2 separate regions of the Hordeum vulgare genome follow, and region 2 is linked to region 1. The links are chromatin contacts, called in public Hi-C maps. All regions are on one chromosome and are shown on one strand. Each heading gives the region's core, a stretch centred on a gene start, on an enhancer-like site or on the middle of the called end of the contact. The rest is flanking DNA. Distances are from core to core; before and after follow the strand shown. Region 1 overlaps LOC123448840 (acetate--CoA ligase CCL3-like). Region 2 holds the start of LOC123448841.

The links. Hi-C and Micro-C count contacts between places; a contact is called where the count stands out from the background.
Region 2: a contact with region 1 is called in a Hi-C map of leaf, with 2.8 times the contacts expected there. The contact joins the promoter of LOC123448841 here to the enhancer-like site in region 1. A contact is called at or near these places in 2 of 6 Hi-C or Micro-C datasets (leaf and seedling).

Annotation. Positions count from the first base shown.
Region 1 is chr4H:432,244,478-432,247,616 of MorexV3_pseudomolecules_assembly, reverse strand. LOC123448840 (acetate--CoA ligase CCL3-like) reads right to left here. Exons shown (of 3, transcript XM_045125862.1): 3 at 1,341-2,393. The coding sequence ends at 1,497. Among protein-coding and RNA genes, the nearest start is that of LOC123448840, 4.8 kb to the right of the region's middle. Within about 2 kb of position 1,391, at least 1 of the 3 cell types and tissues checked has open chromatin away from gene starts, as enhancers often do. A contact at or near this core is called in leaf, where this site is marked.
Region 2 is chr4H:432,762,333-432,765,379 of MorexV3_pseudomolecules_assembly, reverse strand. LOC123448841 reads right to left here and starts at 1,702. Exons shown (of 7, transcript XM_045125864.1): 1 at 1,539-1,702; 2 at 1,316-1,382. The coding sequence starts at 1,693.

The DNA of each region.
Region 1 (3,139 bases), core at 142-2,641:
GATTTTAAAGAACTGTTCCGATATCGTAAAAGAATTCAAAATTTCGAAAAATATATTCATCCAAAATAAAACATTCAAGATTTTGAAAATGATGATGTATTCAAAACATATCCATGAATTCAAAGAAAATGTTTGTGAAATTTTATAAAATGTTACAAAATTTGATAACATGGACACCGGGGCCATCATCAATGAGGATGGCAAAAAAATAAGTGTTAATATGATGGGCCATCGTGGTAAAATAGAAAATAGAGAACGCTCATATGCCAGGATATTGAGCCATACTTATTTGGCTACGACGTAATATTTTTATTTACCGTTGCAACGCACGGGACTGTAAACCAAATAGAGTGCATTTAATATTGCATGACATAATAGCCTTTATACAACACGCAATCATCAAATAAGCAAGCCCACTCCCCCCCTCCCCCCCCCCCCCCCCCAATTTCTAGCCGTTGATGAACATACGATCTCCAACAGCTCCTCGACCATCATGTTTACCTAAGGAAAGCAATGGCATTTGCACCATCTACGGGGCTATTCTTCCTTTTCCTCCAGGCTCACACCTATAAAGCGGATTCGGACCTGCAAATGCACTTGCAAGCTTAAGGCCTTTGCATAGCTCCTCCAGAATGATAGACCCAGCACCACTCGCATGCTTCTTAGGCATAACATTCAATGTCACTGAGGATTCGAACTGCGTGCTCTGCAACCCAGAAGAACTGAAAACCAGGGATTATCTTTTCTGGAGCTGCCCCTTCAACACCTTATATGTGGAGTGCCGTTGAATTGTTTATATGTGGACACCAACTCAGATACACATAATCTTCTTTGATTGGCCATGACCCACTTTCCCCTTGATTGCCTCCCCCAACCCCTTGCGGTCACTCTATATTGACCGTGTAGATACCTTCTTGTAAGGTTTTAATAAAAAGAAAATAAGGAAGGATGACAAAGAAGAAATAAAGGAAAAACAGACACGAGGTGACAGAAAAAGGAAAATGATGTGCACGGTAAAAGAAATGAAGGGGGCTGAAGGAATACATATTAAAATAATTGATGCACAGATACTTTAAACTTTTTAGCTTCGTGGAAAATATGGAGAAAAAAAATCAAAAATCAAAATGTGTTTTATAATGGTAAAAAAAGTCACACAATGTTACTTGGTGTGCATGGAGATTTTTATTAACAATATGTTGTCTATACATCCGTTGCAACGCACGAACCCTTTTGATAGTTTTTTTCAACTGTCTAATCATATATATATATTTTTTGTACACCCGATGCAACGCACGGGCCCTTTTACTAGTAACACTCTAATGGGAGTACATCGAGTCATATACACGATAAGCAGCCAGTAAGAAACAATTCAGCAAGCGCGTTAGTTCGTACAGAAGTGGCGTCATATAACAAAATACATTGTAGTGTCCTAAGAATACAGTACACCGACGCCAAACGACAGCTCTGGACGAGGGCACAAGACGTTTTAACCTAGCTCACATCCTGCTCTTCCGGACCGGGCCCAGTTCCTTGGCCTTAGCTCTCAGCTCATGCTTCTTGATCTTACCCGTTGCCGTCTTGGGCAGCGGCCCGAACACCACGGACTTGGGGACCCAGTAGCCCGGCAGGCGCTCGCGGCAGAACTTGATCACGTTAGCAGCCATTGCTGCTTCGTCGGAGCTGTCCACGCCGTCCTTGAGCGTGACAAAGGCGCATGGCGACTCCCCCCACTGCTCGTCGGCCCGCGCCACGACCGACGCCTCGAGCACCGCCGGGTGCATGTAGACCGCCTTCTCCACCTCCAGGCTGCTGATGTTCTCCCCGCCGGAAATGATGATGTCCTTGGCTCGGTCCTTCACCTCGATGTAGCCGTCCGGGTGTCGAACGCCCAGATCACCGGAATGGAACCACCCGTTTTCAAATGCCTCGGCGTTGGCCTTGGGATTCTTCAGGTAACCCTTCATGACGGCGTTGCCTCGCATGACAATCTCTCCGAGGGTGGAGCCGTCTGCTGGGACTGGCGCCATGGACTTGGGGTCGACCACGTCAAGGCCCTCCAGGCCTACATAGCGAATGCCCTGGCGAGATTGGAGCCGAGCACGCTCGTCATCTGGCAGGATGTCCCACTCTGGCTTCCATGCACACACCGTAGATGGCCCATATGTCTCCGAGAGGCCATACGTATGAGAGACACGGAAACCGAGCTTCGACATTGCGGCAAGGACTGAGGGCGGTGGGGCAGCGCCAGCAGTCATGACATCGACAACGCGAGGCAGCGGGAGAATGGTGTCAACTGGAGGGGCGTTGATGATGGTGTTGAGCACAACTGGCGCCCCACAGAAGTGAGTTACTCCTTGGTTGGCTATCGCTGAGAAGATAGCCTTCGCTGTGACCTGTAAATATGGGTCAACACAAGAGAACCACATGCTTGTGAGATGAGATGGTTAAATTGCTCACTGTACTCTGTACTGAACACAAGAATGAATGATTCAGTGAGTTGCCAACAACATTTACCGTCAAAGTTCAAAATCAATACAAGTGGTTCAAAGTGAACTCATCTAAGTGATTCTTTATTTCAGCCACGGGGCTGTTGTCAAACACTCAAACTTGTCTTGCTTTCCAGTTTGTTTCTCATTTTGAATATTTTGTATGAACGTTGTGGCTCTGTGTATCCTACTGAGCGGCAAAAAAAAGATAAGCCAAGCTAAATCCCTTAATTTCAAAGCTTACACATTCTAGGCACCGACATCCTTGGGCCAAAACAACAATCAAGTATGCCAAACTTGTTTCAAGCAGTTCATGACAAAAACATAGAAATACGTTTTTCTTGTGTTGCTAAGTTTTGGGAAATGGGTACACCAGAACCCAGGATCATGCTAGTATTTTGCATATCTTGGTGTAATTTCTTTTATAATTCAACAGTGTTGCTATTGCAGATTTAGTGTTCAAAGTACTACAGCTGATACAGTGAATCAAGTTAGCTTTACTGTGAGTCATACTCAATGACTCCATGAATGATTTCTTTCAGTAGAGTAGCATCATTTATTGTTAGTATTCATCATGGTACTTCAGATTTATTGCATCAACCTATGAAATATACTTTTCAACCAGATCATCGAGGTCTCATACTTACTGTTCT
Region 2 (3,047 bases), core at 453-2,952, 520 kb before region 1:
GTGGTGATCGACGTGGTTACCTCCGGTCCACGAGAAGGCACTGAAAACATGTGAGCGATCTAGCGATGGCGATCCCCTAACAAAGCCCACGAGAGCGACAGGCTCCGTCCGTCCGATCGATCCAGACCAGAGGGCTCGTTTCGTTGCCGCCGTCGTGTCGACTTCTTGGCGTCGTGGTGATTGGTGAACTGTTGATATGGGAAGGAAGGTACCACACCACAGGTGTTTGTTCGTTCGTAGTACTACTCCTGCGTAGCTGGCCGATGCAGCTGCAGAGATGACGCAGGCCAGGTGAGAGATTCTTGCTTGGGCAGGGCCAGTGTGGCGGTCAGTGAAAGTGTGACAGCAGCGGCGTGCGCGGACAAGCGGCAGCCCGTCAGCCATCATGGACGCATACACGCATCATCTTTGTTCCCTTCACAGCCTTTTTGATCGGTCAATAGATTCTCGAATCGCACGCATGATTGATCCTTCATTAGTTCCTTCTTGGTACTGAAGTACGTTGTTAGCAAATGCTGGTGCGCGCGGTGTCAGTAGGAGCAATCTGCAATGGTTGCACGTAACCTATAGCGGTGCGTACTTGAAGTAACAAATGGTGCAGAATCTTTAATAGATTAGGACATTGCAGGTTTGCGAAGTAGGTGTCGAGGATAAGAGCGTCTTCATCAAGGACCGAGTTAGGTAATGCTCTCTAGGAACTTCCTCTGAATGGTTAAAACCGCAGTCTTGCGGGTTAAAACCGCTTCTAGTAGCACTCAAGTTCCAAATTAAGAAGCACCCAAATACCAACTTTTAGCATCAGAAAACTGACAAAGTTAGCCATTTTGTTTAGTGGCTAGCAGAGCACTACAACCAATCAAACAGGCTCCTAAGAATTCCTCTTCTATGCCCGCTGATTCTTATGCTACACGCGATCGACACGCTTGAACAGAGATAACTGACGGGCTTGCTCTGCATATTTATGTCAGAGTAGGGTGGACAGGGACAGGGCACAGGATTATGCTCACCGAGAACAGCTTCCTAACCTAAGCAAGCCCTGTTTTCCAAGTTGGGTTGGTTAAGACTCCCAAGCTTTCTCCGTTATGCATCAATGGCGTTCATGTACAGCGAATATCTGAACGTATTACTCACTCCACCGATCTCTCTACCAAGTTACTAACTACAAGCCTCCCATAATTCACAAGGCTTGACCAAGGAAACCATTGCAATCGGAGACTACCGAAAGAAGAAGTTACAAATTGTAATCATCGACCGATCATGCATGACTGTTTTTTGCCGGCAAGCGATTCACACAGGCTATGGTATGGGAACTCACCTCTTCATCCATGGAAACCGATGATGTCTTGGCTTCACCGCAGCCTGCCATCTCCTCCGTCGCCGCTCTGCAAGAAACACACACACCCATTTGAAGATTCAGTGCTTTGCTACGGCCGAATAAACGGCAAGATGGCGAGAAGCTTTGGCGTGAAGATCGTTAGGAAAAATGTCCTGAAATAAAATCGGCAGGCGTGTTGGGTAGTTGAGAGGGGAGGAAAAACCTTGTGTAGCCTGTGTGGGTGGGAAGAAGACGAGGAGGAGGGGGAGGCAAGGAGAGAGAAGTCAAGTGTGAGCCAGAGAGGGGTGAGACGATATATATAGAGGTCGCACGCGTGAGAACCATAAAGACCTGGTGCACAACAGACATCACATACATGCCTACCGCATGTCGCTAAGGGCGCGTTTGGTTGGTTCCATCGTTTCACTTTGCATATTTAACCTACTAGAGCCTGGTTGAATATATGCAGACAAAAAATCATCATTTGCACGATTGATTGATTGACCACATATACTTTTCCTGTATCATAGCGATGCCTCTTTGCTCTATGTTTAGTTGCTCGTATTGTATGTCGTCACACGAGTGCATGTTGTTTGATTTCATACGAGCATACCGTTGTGCTTACCTTGTATCCCATTTGATGAGCTTACCCACTACGACAACAACTTACACACGATCACACTGAGCACACTAGCATCAAAACACTATAATGGTGATGAACTCGACGAAAATGATGAAGTTCTTCAGCCCAAACAGACGATCCATATTGGCAACCTCAACCTTGCTGCATCCCTCCTTCTAGCACATACTTGGAGTAAGCATCTTTTGCCTCCTGTCTAGTTTTAAACCCTCTGTGGCTTTTGGTTGTTGTACCTTGAAACTTGTTTGTCGCAACCTTTCCATGAACTATAAGCCCCTAGAACCCTCCCTTCGAATACGATATACCACTTGTCCTAGCAGTGCAAATGAGCAATATTTTGAAGCAACAAGCAATGAAGTACTCTAGAATCAAGCAATGAAGCAACAAACACATAAGCAATGGAGCACTCTTGGGAGCAAGCAATGAAGCAACAAGCACATAAGCAATGGAGCATAAGAGCATTAGTAAGCATGCATGATCATACCACATACCAAGTTCAACCTACCACTACGTCGGTGTCATCCTACCACCGCATTCAAAAGAGGGTGTAATCCCACCATCGCAAGGTGGTGATCACCGTACGGATCACTGTGAGGGGTCAGTATATACCATCTCATCAAAAATATATAGACCATGAGATTGTTCCAAATACCTGACCACACAAAATAGACGTCGTCATCGTCATCGTGGAGGATCATGCACGTCGTCGCCACCAGCAGAAACGACACTAGTAGTAGTGCTTACCCACTCATGTCCTCAGTCAACACCCCGTGAGCCTCTCCCATGGCAACAAACCCAACACACTCGGCTTTGTTGTCAAGCAGGTGGTTGAGAGCCACCATGAGAGCCTCTGGGCTAAAGCCGATCTGGTCCATCACGGTGCCGTAGATCTCAAGGTGGATGTTGACCATCTTGCTCTCCATGATGGTGATGACCACTTCCTTCACAGCGTGAGTCATGCTTCTGAAGACGGTTAGCTCCTCCTCCATGAAGCATGCCTGCTTCCTCTTCCTATAAAGCATAGGAACGTGCTGACCTTCCTTCTCAGGAGCAGCAATGTTGATGGTGTATGACTCCTGGGTGTCTGGATAC